Linked DNA regions of Mus musculus: all the other regions are linked to region 1. A link is a contact called in public Hi-C and HiChIP or PLAC-seq data. All regions are on one chromosome and are shown on one strand. The core of a region is the stretch at or near the end of the contact, and the rest is flanking DNA. Distances in the headings are between cores, read along the strand shown.

Evidence for each region. A called contact is a pair of places that touch in the nucleus more often than the background predicts. HiChIP or PLAC-seq counts read pairs in DNA pulled down with a chosen protein or histone mark.
Region 2: a Hi-C map of uterus shows a contact between it and region 1, with 2.7 times the contacts expected there. The contact joins two enhancer-like sites.
Region 3: a Hi-C map of uterus shows a contact between it and region 1, with 4 times the contacts expected there. The contact joins two enhancer-like sites. A contact is called at or near these places in 10 of 484 Hi-C or Micro-C datasets (bone marrow-derived macrophages, nephron progenitors, palatal mesenchyme and 2 more).
Region 4: a contact with region 1 is called in an H3K27ac HiChIP or PLAC-seq map of microglia, with 4 times the contacts expected there. The contact joins two enhancer-like sites. A contact is called at or near these places in 3 of 484 Hi-C or Micro-C datasets (the N1E-115 cell line, astrocytes and nephron progenitors) and 2 of 115 datasets of contacts at active chromatin or transcription factors (microglia and neural progenitor cells).

The regions. Positions count from the first base shown.
Region 1 is chr9:61,165,934-61,173,924 of GRCm38.p6, reverse strand. No RefSeq gene overlaps it. Among named protein-coding and RNA genes, the nearest start is that of I730028E13Rik, 31 kb to the right of the region's middle. Within about 2 kb of position 4,829, at least 49 of the 459 cell types and tissues checked have an H3K27ac peak or open chromatin away from gene starts, as enhancers often do. A contact at or near this core is called in microglia and uterus, where this site is marked.
Region 2 is chr9:61,400,689-61,408,679 of GRCm38.p6, reverse strand. It overlaps Tle3 (transducin-like enhancer of split 3), which reads right to left. Exons shown (of 20, transcript NM_009389.2): 7 at 6,623-6,827; 8 at 5,212-5,228; 9 at 1,207-1,326; 10 at 350-400. Among named protein-coding and RNA genes, the nearest start is that of Tle3, 32 kb to the right of the region's middle. Within about 2 kb of position 3,204, at least 106 of the 459 cell types and tissues checked have an H3K27ac peak or open chromatin away from gene starts, as enhancers often do. A contact at or near this core is called in uterus, where this site is marked.
Region 3 is chr9:60,943,761-60,951,751 of GRCm38.p6, reverse strand. No RefSeq gene overlaps it. Among named protein-coding and RNA genes, the nearest start is that of Gm5122, 69 kb to the left of the region's middle. Within about 2 kb of position 2,926, at least 7 of the 459 cell types and tissues checked have an H3K27ac peak or open chromatin away from gene starts, as enhancers often do. A contact at or near this core is called in uterus, where this site is marked.
Region 4 is chr9:60,988,784-60,996,774 of GRCm38.p6, reverse strand. It overlaps Gm51680 (a long non-coding RNA gene), which reads left to right. Exons shown (of 3, transcript XR_003948176.1): 2 at 601-732; 3 at 7,259-7,991. Among named protein-coding and RNA genes, the nearest start is that of Gm5122, 24 kb to the left of the region's middle. Within about 2 kb of position 5,089, at least 142 of the 459 cell types and tissues checked have an H3K27ac peak or open chromatin away from gene starts, as enhancers often do. A contact at or near this core is called in microglia, where this site is marked.

The DNA of each region.
Region 1 (7,991 bases), core at 3,580-6,079:
CCTCTATTGACACAGATATGCCAGGGCTAGTAGAACTGTAAAAGCTGTTGAAGTGGACTGTTGTACACAGTGAACTGTAAACATTATCCTAAGGCAGCAGAGGATGTTCCCATGGGTTTGTGGATGGTCCTGAGCCAATCAGAGTCCTGGTGCTGGTGAGATGGAAACAGCAGTTCTCTAGGCCCACTGAGCATTAGACTCACTGGGAGACTTTCACACTTAACTGTCCACAGGCTACTCCTTGGTCCAATGAAATAAATGTCTCTAGTGGTAAGAACCAGATTATCTGTCATTTAAATAACTTCTCTGGGAGACTCCATTGGCAGCTGAGTTTGAAGGCCTGTGGAGTAGAAAGACTCATGGGCAGGATGGGGCAGTGTGTGCCCTGGAGGTCGTGTGAATATTCCTAAGAGCACTGCTTCCCTCCACAGGCGCTGCCTCGGCTCTTCTTCTTTCTTCTTCTTTTCTCTTTTTTTCAAATTCGTCTCCAGCTCACTCTCCCTGCTGACAAGTCAGAACCTCCCCGTGCAGCACCTGCACTAATAACGCTGGTGTATCCCCAGGGAGATGAGAAGCAACCCCCCCAACCCCCTCTGCTCAGAGCCCCCCACCTATCAAAGGCTGAGAGCTCAGGAGGGGGGTGGTAGTGGGACTTACATGGGTAACTCCAATTAAGACAAATGTCAGCTCTTCCTCCACAGGCTGTCCATGACTTGCCCCGAGCATAGTACAGGCTGGGCATAGGGAGCAATAATGCTTAGTCTTAACTGTCAGGCTCTGACAGGCACAGCCAGAGGAAGCAAGGAAGAATATAAGCAAAAGGTGGTCCTGGCCTAGATGTCCTGCCTCCTGAAGGAGTCCCTTTAGAGACATGGGGCCACAGATCCTCCAATGCAAAGATCCCTTTTAAGCCAATTTTTAGGGATTCTGGGGTTTCCAGTCCCAGGGACCCCAGAGTTGGCTGATGTCTTTCCAAACCTTCTCAAGGGTCCCTGATGATCCAAAGGGCAACCCTTGACCAAATGGAGACCCTCAGAACCGTAGTGTCATCTCTTTGTGTTAGTGTGACACATGCTACAGCTAACTGCAACTTAGGAGAAGAAAGGATTTGTTTATTTATTTATTTATTTATTTATTTATTTATTTATATACTGAGGGATGTCAGAGCAGGAACTCAAAGCAGGAGTAAGAAGCAGTAACCAGGGAGGAACACTGCTTGCTGGCTTGCCCATGGGCTCATGCATAGCTGGCTTTCTTATACAGCCCAGGACTACATGCCCAGAAATGATGGTTCCCACAGTACTCTGGGCCCTTCTACAAAAATAGATATTCAAGACAATTCCCCATAGACATGGCCTCAGGTCAGTTTGATCCAGGCAATCACTCAATCTAGACTTTCCTCTCAGATGACTCTGGGGTCTAGCTAGAATCTAGGCTGTATCAAGTTAACAAAGCCAACAAGGATAGACAAGCAACTTAGATATCTGGAAGATTGTTAAAATGAAGAGCCATAGTCTCCTTTGCCCCCTATCCAACTAGAGCCTGAAGTTTGTCATAGGACTTGATGATGGAGATGCAGATCAACAATTGGCAAATGCTGAAAATCCAGACCTGGACTTGGGGGAGACTCACCGTGGCAGTGTGTGGGGACTGGAAGTGATTGTGGTATTGGGTGTTCAAGGCCTTGCTCAGCTCATTGCCTTCTGGACAAATCATTTGTCCAGGCCAAAGAAGTGGAGCGGTCATTGCCTCTACTCAGGAGGGACAATTCACGGAAAAAAAGGTATAAGGGGAAGGCACTGCTTGATGGGGTGAAAAGGAACATCAGGAAGAGCTGAAGTGGGTTAGTGCCTAACCCACAGATGTGCTAACAGATGTGGCTTTGTGGAGCTCCACCCTTAACTCCACATGATTCAATAAGGCACAGAGATCGTCCATGTGTTAGCCATTTTCTGCCACTGAGATGAGCATCTCCAAGCAATCACTGCAGAGGAGAAAAAATTTTGGTTCACAATCACAAGGGGCTCAGCCCTTGGCCACTTGGCAACCTTGTTCTGGGTCTGTGGTGGGACAGAGCATTGTGACCGATTTCCTGGGACAAAAGAAAGCTGTTCCTTTCATGGTAGCCAGGCAGCAGAAAGAGAGGATGCATGCACTTACAAAACAAATCTCCTTCCCTAAACTCCACTAAGAATCCATTAACAGATCTATCCCTTTGTGAGTTCAAAGCCCTTGTCATCCAGTCACCTCTGAATGCCGTAACACTGGGGATCAAGCCTTTACCACATGAGCTTGGGGGTAACATTTAAGATACATACTGTGGGTACTGAAGAGATGTCCCAACAATTAAGAACATTTAATGCTTTTGTAGAGGACCTAGGTTCAGTTCTCAGCACCTTCATGATAGCTTACAGCCACCCATAACCGGGGGCTTGCTCTAATTAAAGGGCCATTGTCCAGGGACAAAGGAGATTGATGCCATATGCACTAAAAGGCTAAGTCACCAGATTTGCTCTGCCCCTTCTCCAGTGAGCCTGGAATTCTGACCCAACATAGCACAGGGGTTGGTGACACACAGGGGCTGGTGAGCAGCTTTGCTCTGTCCCCAAGAGGCTGCTTGAGTCATGAGAAAGCCAGCTGGAGGTTACTACAGAGACAGGCTGCAATGTCATGGGCAGAGACTGGGCTTCCGATCTGTCTGCTTACAGTCACAGTGGGCTCCAGTTTACTCCTCAGTAAAATGGGAATAACAAAACATCTGCTTCCCAAGGGAGAGGAGATGCCTGTTGAGAAGGGCCAGAACAACGGCTGACTCAGCGGTCCGTCATGGGTACCATCCCTCTCCATCATCGCCTTTATCATCCTTTTCCCTACAAAGGGAGGGGGATGCATAGGCCAAGAAGATGGTTCAGCAGCTAAGGCACTTGCTGCCTAAGCAGTCAGTGTGAGGATCAGAGTTCAGGTCCCCAGAACCCATGTAAATGCTAGGTGATCATGGCGGCCCTCTTGTAATTTCAATGCTTGGAAGATAGACAGAGATCCCTGGAACAGACTGGCTAGCATGACTAGCCATACTGTCAGTCCCTCTTCAGGGAATAAAGGTCAGAGCAATGTGTAGAAGACTCAAGAGATCAATCTCTAGCCTCCACGCACAGCACATACTTGTGCCCACATATCTGTGAACACATATGCACATAGACTGCACACTTATTCATGAAAAACAAAAGCAAAAGAGTAGGTCATGCCTCCAAGAGCCACAAGGCTGTCCTGGGCTAGGGGACATCTGATCAGCTGTCTGCTACTGTATGGAGGCTGAAGGTGGGCATGAGGCTTTGAGAAGCTCCAAACTACTTAGAGAGTTGTCCCACTATCTGGAGAAATAGAACTTGTTCCTGTGCATTTATTCTAAAACCATTTTCTAAGGAAATTTCTCATAGATTTTTTTTTCCTAGCTTTTTCCTAGTACTTTGCCAAAGGCCTTTCCCATAATGCTGACTTGCATTCTTGTTAGTAAGCCCTGCCGGCCACCCTGCGCTGTAACACAGGATGCCCTCAAGACCTGGGCTGGTTGTGCTCAGAACCATGGGCAGCTCCTGGTGGCCGAGAGCAGCTCTGTCTTAGTGTGGCTCAGACTCCATGACCCTCCCCCCACCCCCCTAGAAGCAGGCAGTGTATTAAGTCACCACGGCCTGTACCTCCCTGAGCCAATAAAGATGCAGTTCTTGGATGAGTAGCAGGTATCTTTGGCTAGAGAAGCAGTGGGATAGGGAAAGGCAGGTCTTGGCTTTGGGGGCTGCCTTTGTTGCCAACAGACTCAACCCATCCTGGTAGACTCAGGTTTAGAAGTTGGAAGTGACCACAGGTGGCCTTGAAGTGAACTCTCCTTGTCATCACTGGAAACATTCTGGAACCTCGGGAGAAGATACCGGCACATGTAAGTGGCATACGTATGGAAAAGTCTTACATCTGATCTAGGGTCGTAAGCCCCTGCTTCCACATGGTGAGTTTCCCCCGCTGCTCAGCCTTGAGTGTGGGTCCCTCTGATCTGCAGAATGGCCTGTATCTCAGTGTCTATTTTTATCTATAAAAATAGTTGTTTCAAGCTGAGACCTTGGATGAAGATGTGGGGAACATGTGCATCAAATTTGCAGATGACTCCAAGCTGGAGGAGCTGACAGATTTAGAGTCTGGGATGATCTCGACAGTGGAGAATGTTGGGTCAAAAGCAAGCAGATGAAACTCAGCATCAATAAATCTAATGTCTCGAACACGGTTTCCAAAACGAAATTGCACAAGGGCAGTGTGAGGGAGACCTGGCTTGCCTACAGCTCTCATAAAGATCAAGAGGTTCTAAAGTCTGCCTCAAGTTCAACATGAGCCAGCTGAGTGATAGGGCAGGCTCAGGAGGGAAAAGGAACCTAACCAAACACCCTAATAAATGCTTATTATTCATTAACCCTTGGTGATGTAGGGAGGGAAGGATGGCACGGTTGACCTCCATGTTAGGCCCAGAGTAGGGGGCGGACAACAAAATGAGTGGTACTTACTGAGAACTTCCCATGCACCAAGAAGCGCCTTAGTTCACACCATCATCACTTATGAGGACATGGGCCAAGGCACAGGGTACAATGACAGCCCCCAAAGCCACTGCCCTATGGGTGCCTCGTGGGTGGTGGACCCATGCTCTGGACCTCCTTGCTGTCTGTCCGTTAGACACCTTGTCTGCTTTCTCTTCCTCATTTTACAGATGTGGTGACCAGACCGGACGTGTGAAGACTACGCGTCTGCAGTCACAGGGGGTGAACTGCAGACTCAGGCTCTCGTGGGAGCCTCTCATCTGTGCCTCCCTGTCCTATCTCCTGGCCAAAAGCCAATGCCACAGGGTAGCCAGGTGCTAACCCATAAGACTAAGACTCAGGGTTCTAAGGCATTTCCTGTGGCTCTGCTCAGGGGAGTTTCATCCACTTTGCTTCTTCAGATGTGAGAGTGCATGGGATTAGCGCTTTTCCTGTCAGAGGAAGTCTCACCTGGAGCACTTAACTGAACCTTAATGGGGCACTCCTACGAGAGAGCCATGAGACCCTCTGCGAGGGATCTCCTTATGTTCGTCAACATTTAAAATCGTTACCCATTTAAACTATGGAAGCCCATTTTTTAGCCCCCCTCCACTCTTGCATCTTCCTAACTTGCTACAGTAAACTAAGTTTTCAATTTAAGAAATCATCAGTTGAGTGCCTATATATGAACATGTGTACATATATGTGCATGTATGTATATATGCCAGCATCCTGGAGGTTTTGAGTGAGCAATTTTTCAGAGAAACTTCACAGAAACTCCACTATTATCATTTCATCATGAGGGAATTAGTTTTAAAGGGTGTCCAACTGGACCCATTTGCCCAGAACTGAGTAGTCTCTGGGGACACAGGTCTTACCACTGTAAAAAGCCAAAACCAAAGCCCAAAACATCTCCCTGCTCCCCACAAAAAACCCCAAACCCAACAAGATGGTTTGGGGCTGAGGAGCCAACTTAGTCAGTAAGTGTTTGCTATGCGAGCATGAGAACATTAGTCCAATCTCCTGTGGGCCATAAGCACACATCCATCTACGGTCCTTGCACAGACAAGCAGATAGAGCCCTTGAGCCTGCTGGGCAGCCTGCCTGGCCTACTTGATTAATTCCAGGCCAGCAAAAGATCCTGACTCAAAAAACAAGGTGTATGGCATCTGAGAAATGACACCCAAGGATGTCATACCCTACACACACACACACACACACACACACACACACACACACACACACACACACACACAGGTTTAAGTCTAGGCAAACTGGGACAGGGTAGTCACCTTAGGCTTAGAGAAGTTAATTACACAGGAAATAGCTTTAAAACCAGTTCCCCTGATACTAAGTCAATACAGATACAGAATATAAAATAAAGTCACTAGGCCTGGAGACCCTCCTGCTTTTATTTCTGTATTTTCAGTTCTAGGTCAGGAGACCAAGTTCCCAAATGAATGGAGAAGAATGTCTTCTCCCTGGGGTTGTCCTGAACCTGCTGGTTTCAGATAGCTAGAACGGTGCTCAGGCATCCGGGACAAGTTTGTTCCCACCGTCTCTCCCTCTCACGCTGCATGGAGAGCAAGCTGTGTCTCTGAGACCAGGAACGATGGGCACAGGGTGGGAGCATGACAAGCCACTCAGCTGTCGAACGGGAAACAGATTTGCAAGTCATAGTTTGAGATGGACATTGGCCAGCTAGGCTGTGCTAGCCTATCAAGGGAACATGACCATGGAGGCAGGAACCCAAGAATAAATGGAGACAGTGGTTTTCCAAAGTTGTGAGAAAGAACATACGCTACTGTGAGGCTGCAGAGACCCAAAACTAGGGGCAGAGAGACAGGGTGACCAGGTGCAGGGGATCCTGTAAGGTCCCGGATAGTGAGGGAGAGACTGGCTAGGCAGACCTCAGCTCCTTTCCCATCCTGGGACCCTCTAGAAGATGTTGGCTCCCTTCCCCACAACTGTAAATATTTGTACATTCCCAAGTTATAAAGTGAGCTCTTGGCTTACAAGGGTCACGATGATAGGCCTGTTCAGGAAACAGTTTGTTCAGTGTTTCTTTAGGCCGATTTTCTGAGACTCCTTGTCATCTATGTTTGGAGTGGACACAAGACGCCCCCCCCTCTCTCTCTCTCTCTGTGTGTGTGTGTGTGTGTGTGTAAGGAGGACTGTTGAGGGAAAAGAGACACAAATAGTCTTTAAGAAAGCAGAAGCCAGGCAGGCAAGGACACTTCCCCTCCATGGCCTGAGATGTCAGAGAAGAGTTCTGTCTCCCCCATCTCCACCCCCCAAGGAGGAGGTCCAGCTGGAGGGTCTTCGGTTTTCTGTCCTGGGGCTTTCTGAGGTGAAGGGGAGGGGAACTGGAAGGAATCTCCTGCTCCCTGCAGGAAAGCGACAGCCCTTAGTTCAGCTAGTTCTCTACCTAGGGGTGGGGAAGACGAGGAGATCCTAGTGGTGAGTGATGTGGGGGAACCCCAGGACCTGCTATAGGGTAGAGTGGGAAGATGACACAGTGTAGAGTGGAAAGTGGGAGAGGACACCATTTTCCCTGAGGGTAACAGTATGCTTTATTTTACTTAATATTATTTTCTATGTTTAATATGTGTGGGGGGGATGTTACATACAAGTGCAGGAGGTCACAAGGCACCAGGTTCCCCTTGGAGCGGGAGGTATGTGAGATGGGTGCTGAGAACTCAACTCAGATCCTCTGGAAGACAGCCATCTCTGCAAGCTCTGCAGAATGCTACTGGCTAAGTGCATCTTGTTTCTTCCATTCTAGCTTCTCATCCATCTGTGACCCCTCCTTCCTCCTCTCTAGTGAGTGCCTTCTGTACTCAGTGGTATGTCCTTTCCCACACTCTGTTTCCTTGGGCCAGAATGCTTTGTCCCTGCACTCTCTAGTTCCATTATCTGAAGACAAATATTACCTCACAGGGCTCTGGTAAGTTTTAGACACTGAATTGGTATGGGGCCCTTGGTACAAGACCAGGGTTTCTGTTGTGATTCTATGAGGAGAGCCAACTTCTATTCGTCCTTGGGGATTCTGAGTCACCTCCATGAAGCCTGCCTTGTCCTCCTCAAAGCTTCTGTTTTTTTCTCTTGGTTTCCTCTCTACCTGTAGGACCGAGTGACAATTGTTTCAGGATGTTTTGTTGAAGTTAGCAGCCTGCATGGTGTTCAGTTAGCATCTGACTAGATTTGTGACCTCCTCAGTTCTGTCCTTGGATGCCACCCCAGTGTCTGGCACCTGGCACAAGCTGAGGGGAGTGAGGGTTTCCTCAGAGTTGCTGTCTGGCCATCTCAGGGGTCAGCCTGAAGCTCTGACTGGGGTGGGGTTTTCTCTACCTCCAGAGCTCCACTGCTGGCCTAGGAGAGGTGATCCAGTTGGTGAGGGCTGGTCATGCACACATGAGTACCTGAGTTCAGATC
Region 2 (7,991 bases), core at 1,955-4,454, 240 kb before region 1:
GGGATTAGCTCTGAACAATCTAGACCCTGAGCCCTCTACCTCACAGGTGGGGTGACCTCCCCCAGGTCACATACAAGTCCAGAATGCTAACCAGCAAGGTTCACAGGGCCTTATGGGAAATTCTCTCCAGGAAAGCATACTCCCCCAACCCTGGAGAGGGAAGATAGGGCCACCCTAGACAACTATGGGACACGAAGACTGCTGCTTCCTTTCAGTTCCCACACATGAAGCTACTTGTCTCCCTGCTTCCCTGATGCACCACTGCCCGGCTCCAGCAGCAGGCAGAAGAGACCTTATTACAGAGGATCTGTCCCAAATCACCCCACCTGCAACTGGGGCCTGCCCTTACCTCATTAGAGACATCCACCACCAGGTCGTCACTCTTGTCCCCATCGCTATCCTATAAGCAAGAGAGAAGCCAGTAAGAGCATGTGGACCCCTGATCTGCCCAAGCCTAACAATGCACCCCAACAACTTCCCCAACCAAACCCCAAAGCTCATGCTTCTCGGCTGCTGGGTCCCCTGCCCTCTATGAGCAGCCTTGGAATTCCTTCCTCCCAGTTCTTTGTAGTGCAGCCTCTGGGGCTCTGACGTGTCTAAGCAGCCTCATTACGATAGTCCTGAGCCTTTGAAAGCCAGCATCTCCTTCCCCCCATCACTTTGGGGCAGGTGACTGGCTTCACTCTGTAGCACAACTGAGCTCTGTGTAACATGATCAGAGCCACAGGGCAGCCAGATGGGACAAAGATGGCTTGGCAGTAGCCCCTCCTCTAGACTCAAATCTCACCCCTGTTCAGTCTGGCAATGGAGGACATGTAACCGTGATCCCACTGTTATCTCACAGGTTAAGGTCACGCCATCAGGTTGTTACAAACTGTGTCTCCGTGGCTGGATGCCTGGGGTGGACTGTGTAGACGGTGGGGCTCACAATTGGAGTACCCCAGGACACTCCCTTGGAGCATGGGGTGCAGCAGAGAGGTGTCTAGGACCTTCATCTCTCCTAAGACTGCATGTAGGCTTGGGTAATGCCCCTGTCCATTTCTCTCCCAATGGCTCACCTGACCACAGAGTATGTATAAACCTCTCCCTCTCTCTGGGCCCTGACACAACTACCAGCCTCTCAGACTCAGAACTCAACTGCCAGAGTCGAGGCCAAAGGGAGGTCACAACCCTACCCGGCGAAGCCACTCGCCGACCCCTACGTACGTATCTGCTGAGGCTGTCTTTCTCTTCCGCCTTCCGCTTCTTGGCTTCCATGCTGTAGTCTGCAGAGCCCCGGTGCTTCTCACTGGCCCGGAGGCTTTCAGAGGGTGACACGGAATTGTTCTGGAAGAAGAGGACCCTGGGGTCAAACCTCCATGCTGATTGTATAATACTGCACACAGGCAATATTACATTCGAGTAAGCGGATGACAGAGGGCCAGAAGACGGAGGTGGGCAGATACCCTGTGTCTGCAGATGTGGTTCACCCACGACGTTCCCAGGACACCTTGGGTCCCTGGGAACTTACCCAAGATATCAATTTTTAGAAGCAAGGTACTGCTATTTCTGTTTCCTGGCCTGAGGCAAGGTCCCAAGAGGGTGAGGGGCACCCGTCACTCTATTTACTTCAAGGAAAGATGTGTCTTTTCAAGTCAGACCTGAGCCATAGATGAGCATACATGAAGAACTTCCATTTTAAGTTGGGCAGCGAATGAGAAAAGGTGCTGAGCTGCAGATAAAGCCCTAAGCAGAGATGAACAACCCTGAGCCCGGGCTCCTCCACTGCCAATCCTCCCACAAACGGAAGACAAGCCAGTGTCACAAAGGCACAAAGCCTGCAAGGCCACTAAGCCTTTCCCTTAGGGTGGGGACAAGTGTCCCAAGAGAGCAAGCTAAGGTCTCCCAGCAGAGGACTGTAGGTTTCATGCTGGGGAGAGAGCACTGGGAGTTTTCTCAGTTCTTCCTCTGCTCCAGGGGGAGGGAGGGGAATCCCTAGGGATGACAAGCCTGAGAAAGAGAAGATCTGAGGCAGGTGAGCAGCAGGGAAGGCTGGAAGCAGGGTGTCCTGTGGCTGTGCACAGGGAGGGGGAACCTCTGGCAAGGGCTAATCTGCAAACCTTGAAGGCCTAGCGCCCCCTCAGTGAACTCAATGGCTTACCTCAAGCACCACTGTTTGAATGTGAAGTGCTCCACAGGCTAAGGGGTCCCAGCTGATTGGGGGGAGGGGTTGTCCTTGGAACCTTCTGGACATGGATTCTGGCTGGCAGACACAGGGCCACAGGGGATTATAGGGGAGTTCTGATACAGGCCAGCTTCTTCCTAACTGTGGCTAGGATGTAACCAGTCACCCCACACTCCTGCTTCCTCCAAGTCACAATGTGACCATAACGGACTGTACACCCTCAAACCATGAGCCAAATAATCCTTCCTCGATCCAGTTATCTTATCCTAGTGATAAGAAAAGTACTGATAAACCTACCCTTGTTCAGACTGACATTAATGTCAGGAGTGATAGGATGAGTCAGAGAACCCCGGTCTAACTACAGGGATAAGAGTGGCCACAAGTCCACACATGCTAAAGATGTATGCTGGAGTCCACACAGGCTAAAGACGCATGCTGGAGTCCACACAGGCTAAAGATGCATGCTGGAGTCGTGTGGGACTCCAGAGCAAGACGATGTGCTTACAAAGAGGGACACTAAAGGCAGGTACGGTAACCCTTCTTGTCTCCTTTCCCCATTTTACTAGAGGCCAATGCTGGCCCAGGGATGGGGTTCACTGGCAAGGAACGAGGCGGGGTGGCCAGCAGGTGGATGGGTTTGGGGGAATGGTGTGGGAGGGAGCCAGCCGCAGAACTTAATTTCCTTTCCTAAGCCGGTTTTCTGGGCAGCCCTTCCCTGCCAAGTTTCTGCCTGAAGCAAATTAAAATGGCAGAGTTATCAAGCCTTGAAGAAAAAAAATGGAGGTTATAATGGAACTGCAGCTCAACCTTCCCCGCAGCCGGGCGAGCGGCGGCGATGCGCTCACAGCCGCAATTCAATTAGTTGCTGCAAGCACAGGCAGAAAAAAAAATCACCGTCATTTCATTTCATTTCCTCCGATGGTGGCGGCCACCCCGTGCTAAGCAGAAATGCTTCCAGCCCCTCAGGCTGGCTGCCCCTGCGCAGGCGGGTGATGGAGAGGAGGGAGGGGACGGGGTGGCTGCTCGTGTTTCTCCTTGCGACCCAGTGCGAGAACAGGGAACTCTTTCTTCTCATGCAGTCAGGCTGAAAACCCTCGCCGCTACCGGAGAGTCATGTCAGGCATTTAGCGGCATCGATCCAGCCCGCCTCTGGTTGGCAGGCGGCCAAAAAACTAAGTATTTTTTATTGCTTCAGCTAGGCAAGGAAATATGAATGAAGCTACCTCTAATTGGACTCCAGACTAACCCCTCTGGGACAGCTTCCAGCCTGTCCACCCGGCCCCCTCCCCTCTCTGACACAGCCTTGTCCTTCCTGCCGGAGGCCTTGACTGTTGACAAGCTGTTTTCCTAAGGCTGATTATTTCAATCTCCACCATCCAACACCATGGCCCTGAGGATGCAGCCCCCAGAGTACTCCCCATCCCCCACTGGTGCCCTCCCTGAGCTGCCCAGCCCTAGGATGTCATGGGATTCATCCCTGTTCATTCCCCAGCTCCCATGTTGAGTCAGCCTAGCTTGGATGCCAGGAGCATTATTGGGGGGGGGCTGCACACTTGGGGGTCCCTCTGGGTTTCTGGCAGAAAGCTTTCAGCAAGGGCACAAAGCCAAAAGCGAATAGGTATGAAGAAGTAGGTAATGGGCTTCAATGCCCACTTCCTGGGGAAGGCCTCCTGCTAACCAAGTAATGAGCCCTGCTACAGGGGGTCTGCCTATCCAAAGCTGAGAGGCCGTCTGGCAGGGTAATCCCCATGACATGCAGGAGGAGACAGGGGCTCCAAGGTCAAGACACAAGACCTCATAAGGCTGAGATTGGATTGAAGCTGGGGAGGGGTGGAGGTTGGGGGTGGGGTTGGGAGACAACGCAGGTGGACATACCTAGTCCAGCTTCTATGTAGGGAAACTGCCTCTCCAAAAGTATGCCACTGTTTAAGGATCAACACCAAAGCAATCAAAATGGACTTGAGCTTTAATCAATCCTTTCTTCTGTGCCTAGCCATTCCTGAGCCCAAGGGGGCGGGCGGGGCCTGGATTTCTGAGCAGGCAGGCAGGCAGGGCAAGAAGAGACAGCTAATGGGAGGGAGGTATGAGAACAGTCTGGATGGAGGGAGGGATTGGAAAGGAAGGCGGGTCAAGCAGAGAGAGCTTCCCGAGGAGGCTGCTGCCTGGACGGCTAGTTAAAGGCCTGACATTCCAAGCCCTACTTAACATGAGGTAATAAGGAGAGCCATCCTAGCAGATTAAGATGGTCCCGGATACAAGCTCTGCGATGAAGAATAAAATAGCTCTGCTAATCGCTGGAGGATTTTTTTTTTTTATCCAGACTCCAGTGTGCTTATTCAGAGGGCTTATTCACTTGAAACAGAACCTTGGAGCCTCGGTGTGATCAGAAAGATTTACAGCAAATCTCTGAGCTGGCAGACACGCAGGCGGCCTGGCCTTAATACCTGCTAGCTAGCACTTTTTTCAACAGAGTCAAAGTGCAGAGCAGGGAGAAACCTTGGGCATCTGGAGAAAGGAGGGCTCGGGATTATGCCGGAAGTAGGCATCCAGCCTACGGGGCTGATGAACCATCATCAACCTAGGCAGCATCGGGAACGCAGGGCTCAGGCCAGTGACTCCAAAGAGCCCCTTGGAAGATGTAGGTTGGTGGGCTAATGGCTTCAGTTGACCATGTCTCTTTGTAAGGGGGGCTTTGGAGGTCACTCAGGCAAGTGCCTAGAGTTAAACAGCTTCCCTAATTAAAGGTCACTCAACAGAGGACAGCAACTCCTATATTATGATAGACAGTAACTACCCCTAGTACTGAATATGGGTAGAGACACCGTCACCCACATACCAGTCCTGAAGCCAGGTCTTCTAGCTGTGGGCACACATAAACAAATGATAAATAAAAACCCCAGCTTCCACCCACAGAGCAGAACGGGAAACTGGGGTTAGCTGTGGGTAGCACAGGCTACTTGCCAGGCCTGTAATTCTAGGAACAGGCCTCTAGGCAGGCCCATCTTCCTCCCGCACCCCATCCCTACACCAAAAGCACCTTCACTTACCGTGCTGGACTCTCTCTCTGAGAGGCAGGAAGGCCAGGAAAGGAGGAGGGTCAGGACCCACAAGGAAAAAAAACAAGGTCACTTTAATAAATCACAGTTGACCTTTGTGGTTTATCAAAGCCACCTCTCACTGGTTAGCCTGACTCTACTTCCCTGAGTGCAGTGAAGGCACGCCCCGTATATGGCATCTTAATGGTGCCCCCTCCCACCAGTGCCCAGCATGGCCTAGAATCCAGGCCATTAGCCTTCTTCCTGGTGTGTCAAAAGAATCTTGGTTTGCTTTTCGCCGTACTTTCTAGAATCGTACATGAGAGCTGGGAAGGTTATTGCTTTTTTTTTTTTTTTTAAAAATTGCAATTTGGAACTGACTTCTACTGGTTTGCTTTCTTAACACCATTCTCTGTTCCTTTGCCAAAAAGCCCCCAGAAGCATAGGCCTCTGGTCACACCAGTCCAGCTAATCAGCAGCTCTCATTGTCCTCTCCCCTCTGTCAAGAAGGAACAAAACAGTTGGCCACTGGCTCCTAGGATACAGCACGGACTAAGGCTTGGATGGCGACTCCTCCCCGAAAGCCCCTGGGAGCTTGGAAGATATTGACTATGTGGCCCAGTAAATACCTAAAAGCCAACCAAAAGTACAAGCTGGCAGCGTTACAAAGAGGCTGCATGAGGCCAGGTCCTTGTTCCCTCTGATATCCTCCTGAGCCCCAGTGGTGCTATTCAGGGGGCTGGGGCAAGAGTTCCCATTCCTCGTCTCTCTAGTTACTTCTCTGTTGGCGTATTCCTGAGACCCTACACTTACAGATGGTCCACTAGTCTGAGTCAGGGTCTCAAATACCCTGGGCCAGCCTTGAACTCACTACACAGATGAGAATTACCATGAACTTTCTCCCTTTCTGCCTCTATCTCCCAGTGCTGGACTTACCGGCAGGCACTACCACCCCTGTTTTATATGGTGCCAAGGGATGAACTCAGGGTTCGGGCATGCTTGGCAAATATTCTTACCAACTGAGCAACACCCCCAGCAGTGCTGCCTCTTGGAAGGTTTCCCAGTGAGGAGACTCAGAGATCCAGAAAGATAGCAACAGAAGGCTACAACGAGGCCCCAACTCAAGCTCTTTTAAGAAAGGCACCCAGTGCAATCACGAAAGCACCCTGAAGGGCATGCAGGGCTGGCCCTAAAAACTAGGCAGGGTGTTATTGGGAATATGGGGGGCTACTGTAGATAAACAGACTGTCACCGGGGTCTACATCAGGAACTGCAGCATGTCCATGCACTGGACTCAACAGACGGCTCCAAGTCTTAGCTAACACCAGGCTTCAGGTGACAGTACTTGTCGCATCCATTTACAGTGTGCCCTCCAGCTCCAGCCCACCCAGCCCAGCCCAGCCCAGCCCAGCCAGAGCCACACCTCTGTGATCCAGTTCATGGTGGTTCTTCTCATCCTTCACCGCCAAGTGAGCTTGACTTCCCAGGGCACCAAGTGCCAGCAACCCAGAGCTGCTTCCTGTCACTGGGGGAATCCCAGGAGGCTGGAGGCCTGACGGGTGGGGTGGCAGCTGGACCGGGGGACCATGCGTGGCATGGGAGAGGTGCTGGGCCTGGAGTTGCTGCTGCTGTAATGAAGTTGGTGGTAAGCCAAGACAGGCCGGGAAGGGCAGAGGGTAGGTCACCTCTGCCCCTCCCCTCGCTCCTCCATCAGGAAGCGACAGACAGGGAAAACACCCCCCTCCAACCTTCCCCCTCGACCACATGCTCATCTTGCTCAACAAAATCTGTTAATGGACTGCAGCGTGGTGGACTGATGTCTTCAAACATCATCCCCACCCCCACCCCAGCAACAGGACAGAGTTTCCCATGCCTGTTTCCAATCCCAAGATAAATAATGCATGCATTTAAAACCCACACGGTCACTAGGGCTTCCTTTCAATAGAGAGGAATCCATTTTTAAGCTCATAGCTCATGCGTACATGCCTTTAACATCAGCAGCCAGAGCCTCCCACCCAAAGCTGGAACCTGGGGAAAGCCTCCCTGACTGGGCTTCTAAAGAAGCAGAACGAAGCCTGGCTTGTAGAGTCGGGACAGGGCAGGCCAGAGCAGAGAAGTCCCAGGACTGGTGGAATCAAAGCTGATGCCCTTGGCCCTCAGAGTAGAGAGAACACAGAGCTGGGAAGAGCTGAACCTCCGAAACCAGACAGAGCAGGATTCTAGTCTGATTCTGTATGCCTGGGACAGGGACTTCCAAACCCTCTAAGCCATAAATTTCCTTATCTGCATAAGGGGAGAGGCAGCACCCACGGCAGGTGACTACAGTAAGGTATGTGGGCTTGGGCACACAGCCACCGCTCAATGGGCTTCGTGGCAGTCACTGGCATTTCTACAGGGCTCTCACAGGGATCTCCCACTGTTCTAACGACCTCAGTACTCCCAGGCACAGAGCAACATCCATCCTTCTATTCCTCCCCAAACCAACCCAGGAACCTGCTGCCTGGCACCTCTTCCCATTGCTAACGTCAAGGCTCCCCACCAGATTCTGCTCCCGTGCCCGAGTTCCTAGCTCAGAGGCCTCCATGCTTCCCCAGCAGCCAAGACAGAATGCCCTGTTATTCATAAGATTGCCAACAACCACTGGCATTGTAGGGCAGGCTATATGGTATCAACTATTTCTCAGGGATGGAAGTATTTCTTGGGACTGGCTGGGGCACTGGGTATGCTTGTCCCCATTTGTGCACACAGTTTTCTTCCAGACTAGCCCCCAAGAGAAAGGGACCAATACCACC
Region 3 (7,991 bases), core at 1,677-4,176, 220 kb after region 1:
TTAGAAAACTCAGCCCACACTTCTAGACTCAGGACTATGAGATACCAAGTTTCAGGTGCCTTGGAGTTCATCTTGCAGCCACCACAGGAAACTAACACAGCTACCGATGTGGGCAGAGGTCAAGAGATCCGCACAAGCTGTGGGGGCAGTGCCAAGTGCCCTGGAAAGCTTCGGGGCTTTGAGCTGAGGCCTCCTAAATGCAAACAGCTTGGGAACTATGGATGCGGCCTGACCGTGTGGAATGTATTAAAGACACAGAGGCCAGAGACAGGGAACTCTGCCAAGCACTTCTCGAAGCAGCTCAGGCGTGCAGGAGTAAGAGCCAGGCCCTCGGGATTAGCAGTGGAAAGGGGAGAAAGGACCCGCACAAAAGAAATTTCAAAGGCAAAATTGATGGGGCTTAGTGAAAGACTGAAGCCAGCAGATGAGGGGGAGATTCCTTCCAGCTGTGAGAACAGCACTGGCAGCAGGGAGGAAACTGGGTGATGCACAGGCATTTGTAAGTGTTTTTAACAATACCCGGAACATCTAGCCCAACTCAGAGCCGTGGTTTGCACTGCTCCAAGAGTCTAGGAGATAGCCAGTGGATGGCCATTTTGCAAAGCTGTAGGAAAAGCACCGTTGCCAGGGCTCCCGCTGATAAATAATGAAAGAATTTTCTCCAATCCAACCTCCTGATCTCTCCTTGCCTAAGGGCTGCAGAAACCTAGATTTTTAATGTGGGATTAGGAGGGAATCGGGTAGAGAGAAGCACGGCATTGGAAAGGCAAAGGAAAGGAGAAGACGCTTGCTGGGATTAAATATGCCACTGACATTGCTATTGCGTTGGCATCTTGCTGGGCCACTGGCCAGTACCCACCAACACCTGGACCTGAGGGTTTGCCTGCAGAGCCCACTGTTCTCTCTTGGTGGTATCTCCTTTCCCTGAGGTCCTGGAGAAGCAACATTTTAGTCAACATCACAAGTGCCCTTGGTATGGTGGGAGAATACAAGGCAAGGAGTCGGAAGGCTGACACAGAACTGGATTCTAAAAGAGCATTTGATCTGGGCTACCCTAAAGCAAGAGCTGTGTACAGTAAGGGGCAGGGCTCCAGAAAAGACTGCCATCATCCAGCAGGCATAGCCCTGGGGTCTAGGAGATGGTGAATATCAAACCCTCTAATTGGAAGGTGTCAGAGCTCAGAGTTCAGCCTGGCTTGGTAACTGGGAAAGAAAAGAGAGAAGGGCCTACACCTGCCATGCACTACTTATGGTTCATCTCCTGTGTGCAGGCACCTGTTAGAGGCTCAGGATACCCTGCCAATGTGGCAGCCTTGGTCCCTGTCCCCAGGGTGCTTATAAATGTTATCCAAACAGCTTTTGCAAACAGCCTGACAGGAGGTTTGGTGAGGAACTGAAGCTCTGCCTTTTCCAAAGTGACTGTGTTGGCAATTGTGCAAACACACGCTGGACCCGACCATGATCGTGCTCCGATTGAAGCTGTCTCCTCTCCAGAAGTCTCCAACAACCTGCTGCTGCGTGGTGTACACCCATGGCATTCCACTCTCCCAAATACCTCCCTAGAGAAAGTTCCTGGGGCTCTTGGGGGGTGGGGACTGATTTTATTTCAATACTTTCCAAAACTATGACTTTTTCTTCCTGGTCCAAACCCTGTCCATATTGATTGGCTGTTTCAACCACCATTTATTGAGTGTTCAGCAGGTGCCAAGTATGGGCAAAGAGTGCACCCTTGCCTGGCGTGGTTGCTAATCCACAGGGGTGCTCTGTCCCTTACTTAGCCGCCCCTCATAGCCTGGGCTGGTGGGCAGAAAGCTGAGGGTCAGTCTGAAGACACAACCCAGCCCCAAACCTGAGACTGGAGAATGGCAGAGTTGGAGAAAGCAAAGCGCCAGCCCTCAAATGCCTGTGTTATTCTCCTCCTCCTCCAGTCCAAGTCAGTCACCAGAAAAGATATGGATAGGCCACTAGAATCTATCAGGTAAGGCTACAGTACACCAATCATACAGTATGCCTGAGTCCCATGGGAACCCTTAAATTGGGCTTGCTCAGTCTTCATTCTATATACAAAACAATAGAGGCACCGTATCAGGATTTGGGTTAAGAGCATGGCTCGGTTGGTAGAGCACCCACCATATAAGCATGAAGAACTGAGTTTAGTCCAGACAACTCAGGTCTCAAATCAGAACCAAAGTGGATAGTATCCTGGAATGACACCCAAAGTGGACCTCCGACCTCCACAGTGCATTTATGTACTGCCCTTCTCACCTAGAAGTAGTGAGATTTGCCACAAGTCACCCAACTGTCAGATTGGCAAACCGAGGCACCAGTCCAAGTCCACAGCCACATCGTTAGTATTCTTTTCTCTCAATATTGAAGCCCTTGTCTTTGCCCCTGGTATCTTGTCCCCACCACCAGCCCCTGGGCCCCAAATCACATATATGCACGCTAACTCCAAAGCATAAATAGATTAAACACTGAAGCGCCTCTGCTCTGCGCTCAGACCTGGCAGCAGGCAGTAGGCAATTCTCTTGAGAACACTTAGTGATTTCCAGGGGAAATATGACCATCAGCCCAGTCCAAAGGCCCTGAGGTGGCTTCCATCAGGGCGTGGAGCAGTCTGCATTCCGAGGCCAGGGGACACTGGAGGGTGCTCCAGGAGAAACGGTTAGGTTCTTCCAGCACCAGCGCCCACTCTCTTCCCGGCTAATATGTCAATAGACTCTTAAACAGAACATTATGTGTCTGGGATTTTACTGTCAAACCCATCCCTTCTGGGTCGGGTTGAGCTTTTTTTTTTTTTAATCTAAACTTGATTGCTGCGCTCATTATCAAAGCCGCCATCCATCTGTTTCCACTTTCTTGGGGTTGCAGTGAGGATAGCATGGAAATCTGCTCTTACTTGAGGTTTTAGGATCTCCCCTCCCCTTTTGTCGAGGGTTTGTTCAAGCCTTGATGTAGTCATTGCAATGTGATCTTCCAGTAGTGGGTGGCCCTGGCTGGGCCATTTGAAAGTAATTTACAGCCTCATCTGAGACGATCGTCACTTTAAATTAATTAGCCAGAGCACATCAAAAACCTCGTGCCAGGGAGTGAGGACAAGGAGGTAGAATGGGGGGAAGTCAGAGGTCAGAAAGGCCTCCCTGAGCTTTGCTCGATCTTGTCCTTGGGCACAAAGGGCCATCCTTGCTGTTCTTTCTACCCATCTTTTGGAAGCAAAATATATACAGAAACCATAAAAAACTCAGCATGTTGGTTTTGAAAGGCTTCTTTGGGTAGAAAAGAATTTCATGCTGTTGGTGTTTTGTTGTTGTTGTTGTTGTTGTTTTTAAAATGATCCAATGCTATAGCCAGGAAGAAAGGTGAGCAGAGTGCCTGGAGGGACCTGTGCATCATAGACTGAGTGCAAGGGCTAGATGCTGGGCTGGCCAGGCCTGGGAATCTGCCCTAGTCCCCACCCCACAGGAACAGTTCCTCCAAGAGGAAAGTCTCTTGCTCCTCTGATAGCCATAAAGTACATACTGAGCTGTTGTGATGTAGCCAGTACTGAGGGGGAGGCAGAGCCTTCAAAGAGCCTTGTGGGTTTCATCAAAACAACAAGCCCCACTTGTGTAGCTCCTGGCAAGCCACGGTGCTCTGACGCTCCCACTCCATCTTCACTGTGACCTGGTGGAGCATGCTGCATTATTATTCCATTGCAGAAGAGAAGAAACCAAGGCTCAGAGAGGACCAGAGCCTTGCCCCTGACCACACAGCCAAAAGGACCCACAGTAAGAATCCTAAACAGAGCCTATGGCTAAAACCGAGTTCTCTTTCCATCCGTGCACACAAAAGCTGTGTGGACAGAGACATCGAATCTTGGGATGCCTCTAGTAACTCAACCCAGAGCCTGCAGGGACCTTGGGTTTTTGTTTGTTTGTAATAACCTGCTCCTGCCACCGTGATCTTGAGACACGGACGTGGGGTGGAGGCAGGTCTTTAACCAGCTCTAGGGGAATTCTGGGCCCTCCACATGGCATAAATCTGTCGGTAACAAGCTGTGCGCATCGTCTCTGGGCTCAAGTTGACTCTAAAGCTGAAACAGGCAAAGCGTTTGGACGGCAACAGATTCTAATCTCATCACTCTTCCATGCCAGCAAGTATCTGAAAGTAATTTGAGTCATTAAGCAAGGTTTTCATAACGCCTGGCTCATACCAAACACTCGAAACATAACAGCTGGGACTGGTGTTCCCCAAAGCGTCTCCTGCTGCTGAGCTCGGAGCTGGAAGGAGAGACTTCGCATACAAAGGCAGGTCCCTAGTCCAGCCGTAAAGTACGACTCTCTGCTGTAGGATTATATAACGGACTAAGAGCCGACTCCGGGCACTCTGTGTGTGCTAAGGGCCTCTTCTGCTTCTTTCTGATGCATGGGACCATCCTTTGAAGTCCTTGGTTACCCCCACTGGACAAGTAGAGAATCTACAAAGAGATCAAAGATCAATGAAATGTCCTCTTGTCCACAAATTCAAATTCGGGCAGTTTGCCTCTTGGCAAGGGCACACAGCTACAAGGCTATTTACCCTACCCGTGTCCTCTGTGAACAACTGTGAATCTAGCCCTGACTTGAACATACCAGGGATAGGGTACTCACTGCCTACGTAGCCACCTGTTGCAAGACAGAGATTCTGAAGTAGAGAATGAACACTTTCTGACATTGAGGTGAAATTCTGCTTCCTGTCATTTTTTATGTATTGACCCAGATGCTGAAAGGAATCTTGGAAAATAAGATCAAAATCCTTTCTTCAATTCCAAAAGTCCCATGGGGCTTGATCCATCCAAATGAAAGTCTGCTTCTATAGATCAGGCTGGGGCCTGAGATCCTATATTTCTTGCAAGCCCCTAAATAAAGCCCACATCATTGGCCCAGATTACACTTTGAGGAACAAGGGTCTAGCCCAGATATATGTTTAAGCCCAGTCTGCCACCTATTTAATTGGGACACTGTCATGCCTATCTGTTCAGATTGACGATGGCTGTTCCTTGCTGCCACGATGTCAAAAGCCATAACAAACCCGTGAGGGGCTGGGAGCATGCTCAGTGGGTAACGTGCCTGCTGCACGACCGTAAAGACCTGAGGTCAGCTCTCCAGCACCCACGTAAAAGCCATGTGTGGCAGCACACACCTGGAACCCCAGCTCTTGGGTTGCTGAGATATTAGAACACCTGACTAGCTGACTAGCCTAGACAATCAGATATTCAATGAGCTCTCAGTTCATTGAGAGACCCTGACTTAAGAGAGTGGATGGGGAGAAAAGCTACAAAGAAAATGGAAGAAGAGGAGGAAGAGGAAGATGGAGACAAAGGAAGAAGATGCTGCACATCACCCTCTGGCTTCCACATGCACAATATAGGTAAACAGGCATTTAAAGCTCCAAGAGTCTAAAATATCTGGTCCCTCCTGGGTGAGGGGGAAAAAAAGCCAAACACTGTGCCAGATGATTGCCCTGTCCCCTACCCCCTCCATCACCACAGAACATCTTAGTTCTCACCACCTCTCTCTTCTAATGCCTGGAACATCCTAGTGTTTAACCTCTTTGCACTCTCAGGCTGGTCAGAGGCCACACAAACACTCTGCTGGAGAAATGGAATGGGCCCCGGCCCTCCCTGATACCCTAGGCACTATCATTTTCTTCCTTGGGAGGATTCAAGCTGCCCTCCCAAGCGTAGGACAAGGGGCTGAGTCCCTCAGCTGACCTTCCCTTGGTGTATCTCCTGCATCCCTCAGCTGACCCTCTTCCGTATGCCCACTACATCTCTCAGCTGAATGCCTTCTATGCATCTCTCTCTCTCCTCTTTTCCTTCTCTTCTGTCCTTTCCTGATCTAAAACTCCCCTGAAGTGTTCTGCTTAACTATTGGCCAGACTACTAATGAATGTTGGTTCTTAAGCCCATTAGGATTGTGCACAAGGCCGAAGGAGAATGGTCCTCTTCCTCCTCTTCCTCCTCTTCCTCCTCTTCCCCTCCTCCCCTTCCTCCTCCTTCTCTTCCTATCCCTTGAGGCCTGTGGCAGGTGCCCCACTGGCCTCTTCCCTGTGGGTAGGACCCGAGATCTCATGCAAAAGGCCAGAGTCTGGAGGCTAGGACGTGATGGCTAGGGATTTTGTCACCCACAAGGCCATTGTTGATTTTAAGTTTCTCTGGAGAGGGGACACATTTTTAATTCCTTTGTGTGACTCACAGCACAGAAGATAGGGACACAGAGATGGGGGTCCTGGAGGTCATGAATTCCAGGAAGGAGAGATCAGCATCTCAGAGATCTTGTCAAGAATACAAATAACTTTGGCATCTGGGCCTGATGAGGACGTTGGACGTGGCCCACCCATTTGGAAGAGGGGCTCTTCTTTTTTCCACTGAAAAAGTCCACACTTAATAACAGAGAAAGGAAGGGAAGGAGCGAAGAGGAGGAAGACACTTCTTCACGACTCCAAAACAGGCTCCTAACAGCTTGAACAGGTGCTAGGATATGGGCACTGCCCCCTGAGCAGTGGGAATTCCAGCAGAGGGCTGACTTATGGCTGTGAGAGAACACCATAACCAAGAGCACCTTGAAGAGGAAAGGATTTATTTCTGCTTCAGTGTAGTCCAGCATGAAGGGAAGGGAGTCAGGACAGGAACTGTTGCAGAGGTCACAGGGATGCTGCTTACTGGCTCTTACCCTTGACTTGCTCATTGTGCTTTTGTACATATCCCAGGTTACCCAAGGGTGGCATTGTCTACAGTCAACTATGCCACTTTCCACCAATCTTATAGTCAAGAAAATGCCTCCACAGGCTAATCTGATAGGGGGATGCTTCTTAATTGAGTGTCCCTCTTCTCAGATGACCCTAGTTTGGATAAAGTTGACCAAAATCTACCCAGCATAGGGGCCGGCAGCAGGGGCTGACAGAAGCTGGAGATTCAGGAGTTGGCTTGGGCCAGGAGAGACTTCATTTGAACTACCAGGAAAGAAGAGTGGGGAGGAAGGGTGGGAGCAGGGTGCTGTGCCTCATTAGGGCAAGGCCACTATATGAAGGAACCAGCACCTGCTTAAGTGAGTTGAGATCCCTCACACTTGAGAGACACCCATACCCTCACACCTGAGAACCACCTGTGCCCTCACACCTGGGAAGCACCTGCATTCTCACACCTGAGAACCACCTGTGACCTCACACCTGCGAACCACCTGTGCCTTCACACCTGGGAGACATGCACACCCTCACACCCAAGAACCACATGTGACCTCACGTCTGGGAAACACCTGCACCTTCACACCTGAGAATCACCTGCACCCTCACACCTGAAAACCACCTACTGTGCTCTTTTCGAAATGCTTCTAACCTTTAGTCCCACAATGGTTAGCAGAAGAGTGAAGGATGAGGAGATGCCAAGGAGACCATAAGGGGTACTGGGCTTTTCAGAGTGGAGATATGGAGGACACAGAAGGATAGCTGTCAGCTCTCAGTGCCCTCTCTGTCACAGGCTGCACTGACAAGCCATTAGAGAAGACACCAGCACAAACACCATTCACTCACCACATGAACGCACTTCAGTGTTTAAATCTCAACCTAGGCACTGATGACATTTGGACTGTCAAAGTCTCTGCCATGTAGATTCTGCAGTGTGTGGGAGTCTCTGCCCTGTAGACCCTGTGGTATGTGGGAGAGTCTCTGCCCTGTACACCCTGTGGTGTGTGGGAGAGTCTCTGCTGTGTAGACTGCAGTGTGTGGGAGAGTCTCTGCTGTGTAGACCCTGCAGTGTGTGGGAAGAGTCTCTGCCGTGTAGACTCTGCAGTGTGTGGGAGAATGCTACCAGCATCCTTCACCTCTACTCATCAGAAGCCCAGACAAAAGTGAATTCCGATATAGCTAAATAGTCCTCAAATGGAAAGCTCCCTTCTTTGAGAGAACTCCCAACAAACCCCACTTTTGATGAAATGGCAATGCATGCTGGGATTTTTTTCCCTATCCACCCTCAT
Region 4 (7,991 bases), core at 3,840-6,339, 180 kb after region 1:
CAGAGCCCCAGGTAGGTGAGTGTCTCGTGGAGAGTTAAAGGTTCTTTGGAAAGTCAGTTGGATGGTGTTTTGCTGGAGCAAATACATGAGGAATGTTTCACTGAAGCAGACAAAGGAGAGAGGATGTTCTGCTAAAGCAAGCACATGAAAGGACACATGTTGAAAGGTTCTTTGATAACGACATGCATGTATTGGTCCACCTTACATTGCATAGTTGAGCTGCATTTGTCGGGACTCCATAGAGGGACACACCAAAAAAAACTTCTGGTGATGTGCTGCAGTTTCTGCCACTTCCACAGATTTGTGATGTCATCTGAGACAGCTGCACATGCTGAGGTAAGACCCATGGAGGACACGTAACGTCTTGGTGGGTATAAAAAGGACTCAACAACAGTGACAGAGGCTGAGCTGGGCTTGCTAACAGAGCTAGATGTGCAACGCTTGTGAGTTTTGCGTCTTTATTTGCTTCCTTGAGAGAGGCATAGCCAAGAACTTCTCCTGATCTTCCTCCTGGTCCCTCCTGCTGACTTGTGTCGAGGCTGAGGCCTGGCTGTCTCATGCCACTGCTGCTGATTCATTTTTGCTATCCCGACTCTACAGAACTCAACTGCTGGTGTATCCTGGAAGTGTTTTTGAGTGGATCGAGCTGCCGCTGTCTGCTAACCTGTGAACTGAACTGCCAATTTCCAGACAACACAGATGGGAGTTGCTCCAAAGAACCTTTCTAAACAGGTCCACTTTCCCCATATCCTTTCTTTTCTACTACCTTTGGTGGGTGGTGGGCTAGAAGGGAGGTTAAAGTGTTTAAGAACCATTATTAAAAATAGGCGCTTGAAAAAATTAGTTACAATTGTCTCACCAGCCTTAGTTCCAGGCCCAACCCTGCTATGGAAACCTTGTTTGCCTTTGTCATTGCTGTCACTGGTTTGGAGCTCTACCTCCAGCAGTGTGAGAAAGTGTCCTGGTGAAAAGATGGAACGTGATTGATGGATGCTCACTCTACCCCAGCATCTACAAGTGCCTCCAGCTTCCAGATTTCTAGCCTCGCCTTCCCCTTGGTAACCCTGTCCTGCCTTTCCCACAGTAGCAGGGTAGCCGCTGTCTACTGAGATTCCCTCTGCAAGGATCTGTCAGCTTCCCCATGGCACGGTGTACCATGCCCAATAGGAGAAAGATGAGTCTCACGTGTTTCTCACTTCTGGGATTTCCTCTACTGTTGGTCCAGAACGGCACTTCTTAGAGGCTCCTTCCTACCGTGTCATGATCATTCTCAGTACTATTTGTGTTCCACCTCCCTCTGCATCTAGGTCCTGGACACAAGCCAGCATACCCACCCTCTGTCTCACAAGCAATGTGGCGGTGCTTTAATGTTGTCTGGCTGATGGGTTAGGAATGATGTATGTACACTATGCAGATTAATCTGCCTGCCAGCTCACCCACACCCCCCCTCGCCCCCACCATATTAGAAATTTCCGGTCTTGGGGTTAGGAAGATCGCTTAGTCTGTAAAGCACTTACCTTACAAGCACAATAGCCACCCTCAGGACTGTTGTGTAGAAGTTTCTATAGAGTTGAAACATTGTATCCTGAAGAGAGGAACCGGCTTGTTTCTGGCTTACACTTTGATGTTATCAGTGAGAAAAACCAGAGCAAGAGCTTGAGGCCGGAACTGAAGCAGAGGCCATGCTTACAGGCTGGCTCATTCATGGCTTGCTCAGTCTGTGTTTATATACTACCCAGGACTACCTGCCCAGGGTACATACTACCCAGGACTACCTGCCCAGGGTACATACTACCCAGGACTACCTGCCCAGGGTACATACTACCCAGGACTACCTGCCCAGGGTGCATACTACCCAGGACTACCTGCCCAGGGTGCATACTACCCAGGACTACCTGCCCAGGGTACATACTATCCAGGATTACCTGCCCAGGGTATATACTACCCAGGATTACCTGCCCAGGGTATATACTACCCAGGATTACCTGCCCAGGGTTGATATCACCTCCAGTGCTATGGTCCTTCCCACTGCAATCACTGATAAAGACAATGTCCTCCACAGAACTGCCCACGGGCCAGTCTGATGGAGTCAGTTTCTCAGTTGACGTTCCCTCTGCTCTGATGACCCTAGCTAGCTAGCTACCATGACCTGTGTGTCTAGACCTTGGCCTGATTAGGGTAAGGCTTCAATCCCTCTTCCACATTCACTCAGCACTCCCCCCACCCCCACACCTAGCACATGTGTCAAGTTGACAAAACATATCTGTCCCATGTTTTACTCCACCTGCTCTAAGTATGATTTTCATCACCAAGTATTCTGGGCTCTATGCCTACCCCCAACTCAGAGTGTAGCCCAGCTCATCTCAAAACCTCCTGCCTCCCACATCACGTGGTCCCTGCAGGCCTTCTACTCCCCCCAAGACAGAAGGAGGGAAAGCCACAGGTCTGCAGATCTTCAGTGTCAACCTAATTAGATTGAGTGGTGCCTAAGAGGTATGCAAAGTGTACTTTTGGGTGTATCTGGGGCAGTGTTCCCAGAGACATTTGACGTAGTAACAGAGACAAAGACTAAATGTGAGCAGTACCATTCAATGGGCTGGCAGCCCTGGTGGGATCAAAATGGGAGGAGGAAGCCAGCCAAGCAAGGTCTATTGCTGCCTCCTTCAGCCGTGGATATTGTACACCCTCACACAGGAGTACCCCCACACATGTAAACACGGATACGATCCCATGCATACCACACACAAACACACACTTGAGGGAATGAAGATAAAGAAACCAAGGCTTTAAAAGTTGGTAATTTACCCCCATCACCAATTAATAAGCAAAGTCTATTCTATACACTGGCTGGTTCTCTGACCTTTTCTGCCAACGTCGTCATGGGAACAACTCATAGGCTGACTATGACCTGGAACGACCCTGACCTTCTCACACTTCGGGAGACCAGTGATTTCTCAACACAGCTTGTGTCACATTAAAAAGGTTCCCCCAGATTAGGGATTGGCTTGAGTGGGTTGGTTCCCAGTGTCATGGCTGCTTTCCTGCTGCTTATATATGTGTATGGTGTGTCGCCAACTGCTCAGATTCTAGTTGGGATTCCGAAACTCAGAAGTGCACAGCACAGCCTTCCCTGACAGCAGTTCCAGGGCTTAGTGAGCAGTTTCTTGGCTTGGAATCTAGAAAGCCTATACCTGGGATCTATATTCCAGCAGCGCCCTCGTCTTCCCCAGACTTGCGTGGGTGGAAATGCATACATACTTTCATGGGCTGCTACTGCACAGCACTTTCCTCTCAGCCAAACAGGCGCTGTTTGCATGAGTTCAGGTGTGCTTGCTTTCAGACAATCCCAGCTGGGCTTGTTGATGATATGTAGCTGTCCAGCAGCCATGGATGAACTGGGTTACCTGACAGGGGGGCTGAAAATGAAAAAGGAATGGGGTGCGAGAGAAGGATGATGCCAAGACAAAGTTTCTGATCAAGGCTCAAAGTTTAATGTTCAGCTCTGTGGTTATACAGGGAAAGCCCACAGACCCTATCCTTTGTTTCAGCTGGATTATGTTGCAAAGCAGGCAGTCTACTCCTGTAGGAAATTGCAAACGCTGAGAGACTAGAGACTCCAGCTAGGTTGTAAAACCACTGTGGGTCTGTTTACTCTACTCAAGGCTGGAGGCGGAGGGCACAATGAAAAACTGTGTTCCCTCATAAGAGAGAGGATTCAGCTGCTCCCCCAAGCCATTTGTATGCATGTGGCCTCTGGATCTTAGGGAAGGAGCTAGAATATATACAGTTTGAGAAAGATTAGAGGTAGAGCTATGTAGCCAAGAGGAAGCCATCGTCCATGCTAGGCGAAGACTTCAGAGTGGCTACTTTGGGGGTCACCCACACTCCCAGCAATAACCCCTTACTCATGGGTTCATGGGGTGGAGGAGCTTTGGTGGGTCAAACTTTGGTTGTCATTGGGACTTTAGAAGAAAGGAAATGGACATAGCTTAACCAGCATTCCTGCCTCCCGATGCCCCAGAGAAAAGTCTCATTAAAGCAGCATTCACTAGAAGGGTCTCTTTAATTGTGCAAACCCCAAGATTTGAATCTGAAAAATCCTTTCTGGTATATTTGGCTTTAGGATAAAAACCTGGAAATATGAACCTTCTAGGAAAGTAGGCCTATGAGTTTGCTTCTCCAGGTACCCAGCCTGCAGCAGAGGGAGAACAGAGGTCCTTCCCCTCTTCTCAGTCTCAGAGGCCCTCTACAGTCTTCTCAACTGAAGACTCCTCTCGGCTCCCTCAGCAGGCTAAAGCTTGCCCTCTAGCCCCAGGCCAGCCAAGCCACTTAGCACAGTTTCAGGCCACTGGCTTTTATTTTCCCCATCTTTTGCCTGAAGAAGCCTAAGGTTTGAAGTTTGCCCAAGCCACCCTGTCAGCAAGGAGAGCAAAGCCATTCAAATGCAGGCCTTCGTCGGTGGAAATTGACTCACACCTGAGGGGCCAAGGCAGAGGGCCTTTCCTTCTAATCTCTTCCAGAGTCACCACTGTGCAATTGCTTTTACTGCACATTAGGCTGAGATTTCCCCCCTGTGGTCTACGCAAATATCCTTTATCTGTGCAGGGTGACTCTAGTGGTCCCAGGCAGGAATGATAGGGCCTCAAGGCCCAGGGTCCTTTTCCATCCACAGCTCATCTGTCTCCATCATTATAAAGCCCAGGTACCTCTGTTCAAATAGTGCTGTGCTAATAGCATCAGGACTACACATAAATGGTGCCTGATGAGACCTCAGAGACCGCAAAAAGACACAGTGTGCATAGAGAAGACGAACACTAGTGGTACTATGAAGTGTACAGGGCCCAGAAGAGAGAGAGAGAGAGAGAGAGAGAGAGAGAAAGAGAAAGAAAGAAAGAAAGAAAGAAAGAAAGAAAGAAAGCCTAAAAAGGAAACAGCTGGGGAGAGCACTGGCTTGGAGGACTTCCTGGTGGAGGCAAACTTGAGGTTCTGCAGAAGGTTTGCTATAGACAAGAGTGAAAGCGGAACTGACTGAGCTCAGCCACAAGCAGGAAGGAGCAGGCTTGAAGCTGCCTCTGCCGTCAGAGAGAGGAAGAGAAAGTGTGGCGGCCTGGGGCCACAGGCCTCCTCACTGGGTGTCTCCTTTCTACACATCCTGCTCAGTACCACTAGCCACAGAAAGACAGTGTTCCCGGCACCCTAGGCTGACTGCCTGGTGCTCCGGTTCCCATGAACAGCCTCTAGTGGTTACAGGACTATAAGGGTGCCCAACACCCCACCTGCCGGGTTAAGATCTCACACAAATACATGTGCAAATTCAAGAACACACATACTTGAGCCAAGCAGACTCACATTCTTCCTAGAGTAAAATGGAACTAGGAGGCACACGGTGGCTGGCACGGGCTGTGATGGAGCTGATGCCCCATTGCCATCTGGAAGGGGTGGGTGCCTGAGGCAACGTGGGTCCTGCCCTCATCAAGGAAAATCTCCTTTTCTTTCTGAGGTCCTCGATAAAGGTGCTTATTTTGCATGAGTCCCCTGACAGAGACTTCAGTTGCTGACGTAAAAGTTGTCCGAATTAAAGTGGAGTCCTTTGGGAATCTAATAGAGCAGACAAGACTTGGGGTCAGCTGGTTGTCACTCCCATATGCTGTTATAAAAAATATTTCAAGAGCTCTGGAAAACAGAGCCTTGGACCAAAGGCTACCAGATCTTACCACACGGACAGCACGGACCTGCCAGACCCTGCATGTGGCCCATCCCTGTAAACAAGGACCTTAGAACAGCCATGCTCCCTTCACCTCTAGATGAGCTCGGGCATGCCGGGGATGGGGTAGCCACAGACCCATTTCACCTTTAGAACCGTGGTTTGCAGTCCTGGAGCTGTGGCCCTGTGTGATCCAGCTGCTTGGGAGGCCGAGGCATGAGGATCCCACGTTTAAGCCTCACCTGGGCAGTTTAGTGAGACCTTGCCTCACACGTCAACATTGCATCGATAAAAGGGCTTGTTCACATCGCTCGTCGGTAGGGTGCTTGACTGGCTCGCATGTGCAAGGTCCTGAGTTTAATACCTGGTACTACGAAATAAAATAAATTAAAAGTTGGGGCTGGAAAGATGGCTCTGCAGTTAAGAGTGCTTCTTGCTTTTGCAGAGGACTTAGATTCTGTTCCTCGGCACCCACATTAGGTAGATCAGAACCCAAGGGCAGGGGATCCAGTATCCACTTCTGGCATCTGTATGCACATGGTGCACATAAAGACAAGCAGGCACATGTGTACACATAAATAACAATTTTTAAAAATTAAATCCGCATTAGTATTGTTTTTGCTTCCCCAGATATGCCTATACTCCATCATATAACCCGGATTTGCAAATCTCTAATATTTCAGATTAAACTTGCTTTTATTACAGCCTGGAGATGGTAACCTCTGCTGATGCAGAGGGAAAGCAGACCCTGTATTCACTAAGCAACCAGTGAGTGCTGGCAAAGTCATCCAGGCTTCCCCTACCCTCCCACTGATCACGTGGGCCTCAGCATCCTTAGCCTCCTTCTCAGAGGAAATGGGCAAGGCTCCTGGGATGATGGCTAATACTTCCGGTTTGGCGGGATCTAAATCGCCTAGGCAGTGAGCCTTTAGGTACAGCTGTGAGGGAGTTTCTAGATGAGCAGCAAGAAGTGGGAGGGCCGGTCCTAACCGTGGGGAGAACCAATCCAGGGGCTGAGGTCCCCGGACTCGTGGAAGTGAAGCAGAAAGCAAAGCGCTGGCTCCTATCTGCAGTCTTCTCCAACTCCTGCTGCCATGCGCTGCCGTGCCCTGCCATGACAGACTGTCCCCTCAAATCTGAGCCAAAATGAACCTTTCTGTTTCTGCTTTGCTCAAGTATTTTGCCACAGTAACAAGGCCAGTGAGTTACACAGCTTGGAATGTCAAAGGCCCATGGCACCCTGCCAGGAAGGGGTGGCTCTGCCCTACCAGGACTGAAGTCGCCCGTCTCCCTCTTCTCCCCTCCCTCTCCAGACATCCTATAACCTTTAACCTGAAGTTCAGATGATCTTGAGAAGAAAAATAAACACAGTTCCCTGTGGAAAAACCAATATGGTTTTATATTAAGTTTATGGTGACCTTTAATCATTTATTTTTAATTTAAATATTAAATGCATTAATGGCATTTGACATAATTTCAGTTCTGTGTGTCGATCCCTCTGTATACTTCCAGGATGTTTCTATCAACTGCTATTCCCCTTTTTTTCTGTTTCAGACTCAGGACGTGCCGCAGCATCAGTGGATCCATGCGTACTTGCGCTCTTGTGCCTGGCTTCCTTCATTTCAAAGTGTTTCCAAGGCTCCTTCAGGCTGTGCTTTATTCAGCTCATACTTCATTCCTTTTGAAGGCTGAATAGTACTCCATATTTGTTCATATAATCTATTTGTTGATGGACATTTGAGCTGTTTCCACTTTGGGGATATTATGAACAGTACTTTTGAATATTGGAGAAGGAGTGTGTGTGTGTGTGTGTGTGTGTGTGTGTGTGTGTGTAGTGAAAGCACCTGTTTTCAATTTTTTTTTTTTTTACATATAGAATAGAAGTAGAATGACTGGGTCATTCAGCAATTCTACATTGAGCTTCATGGAAAACCAACATGGCTTTTGTTTGCCTATGTTGTGTTTCCCTGCGGTGTTAGGAGCTGACATGGCATCCCAGGCTGCCATTCTCTTACTGAGCTATGTCCTTGGGCCTCTTCTTACTTTCGATTTTGAGGCAGTATCTCACCAAGCTGTCAGACCTGGCCCTGAACTTTCCCTCCATCCCCAGCTTCCTGAGCTGCTAAGACCACGGGCCTACATTGCTGGGCCCAGCCACAAGTACAGCTTGTGAGGCACTTCACTTGCAAACATCCACAGCCTTTTCCTCAGCACGAGAACACCATGATGAAGGACAGAGGGACATGAGGAATAAGACCTTTAAGATCCTGGAAGCCAACCTGTTTAT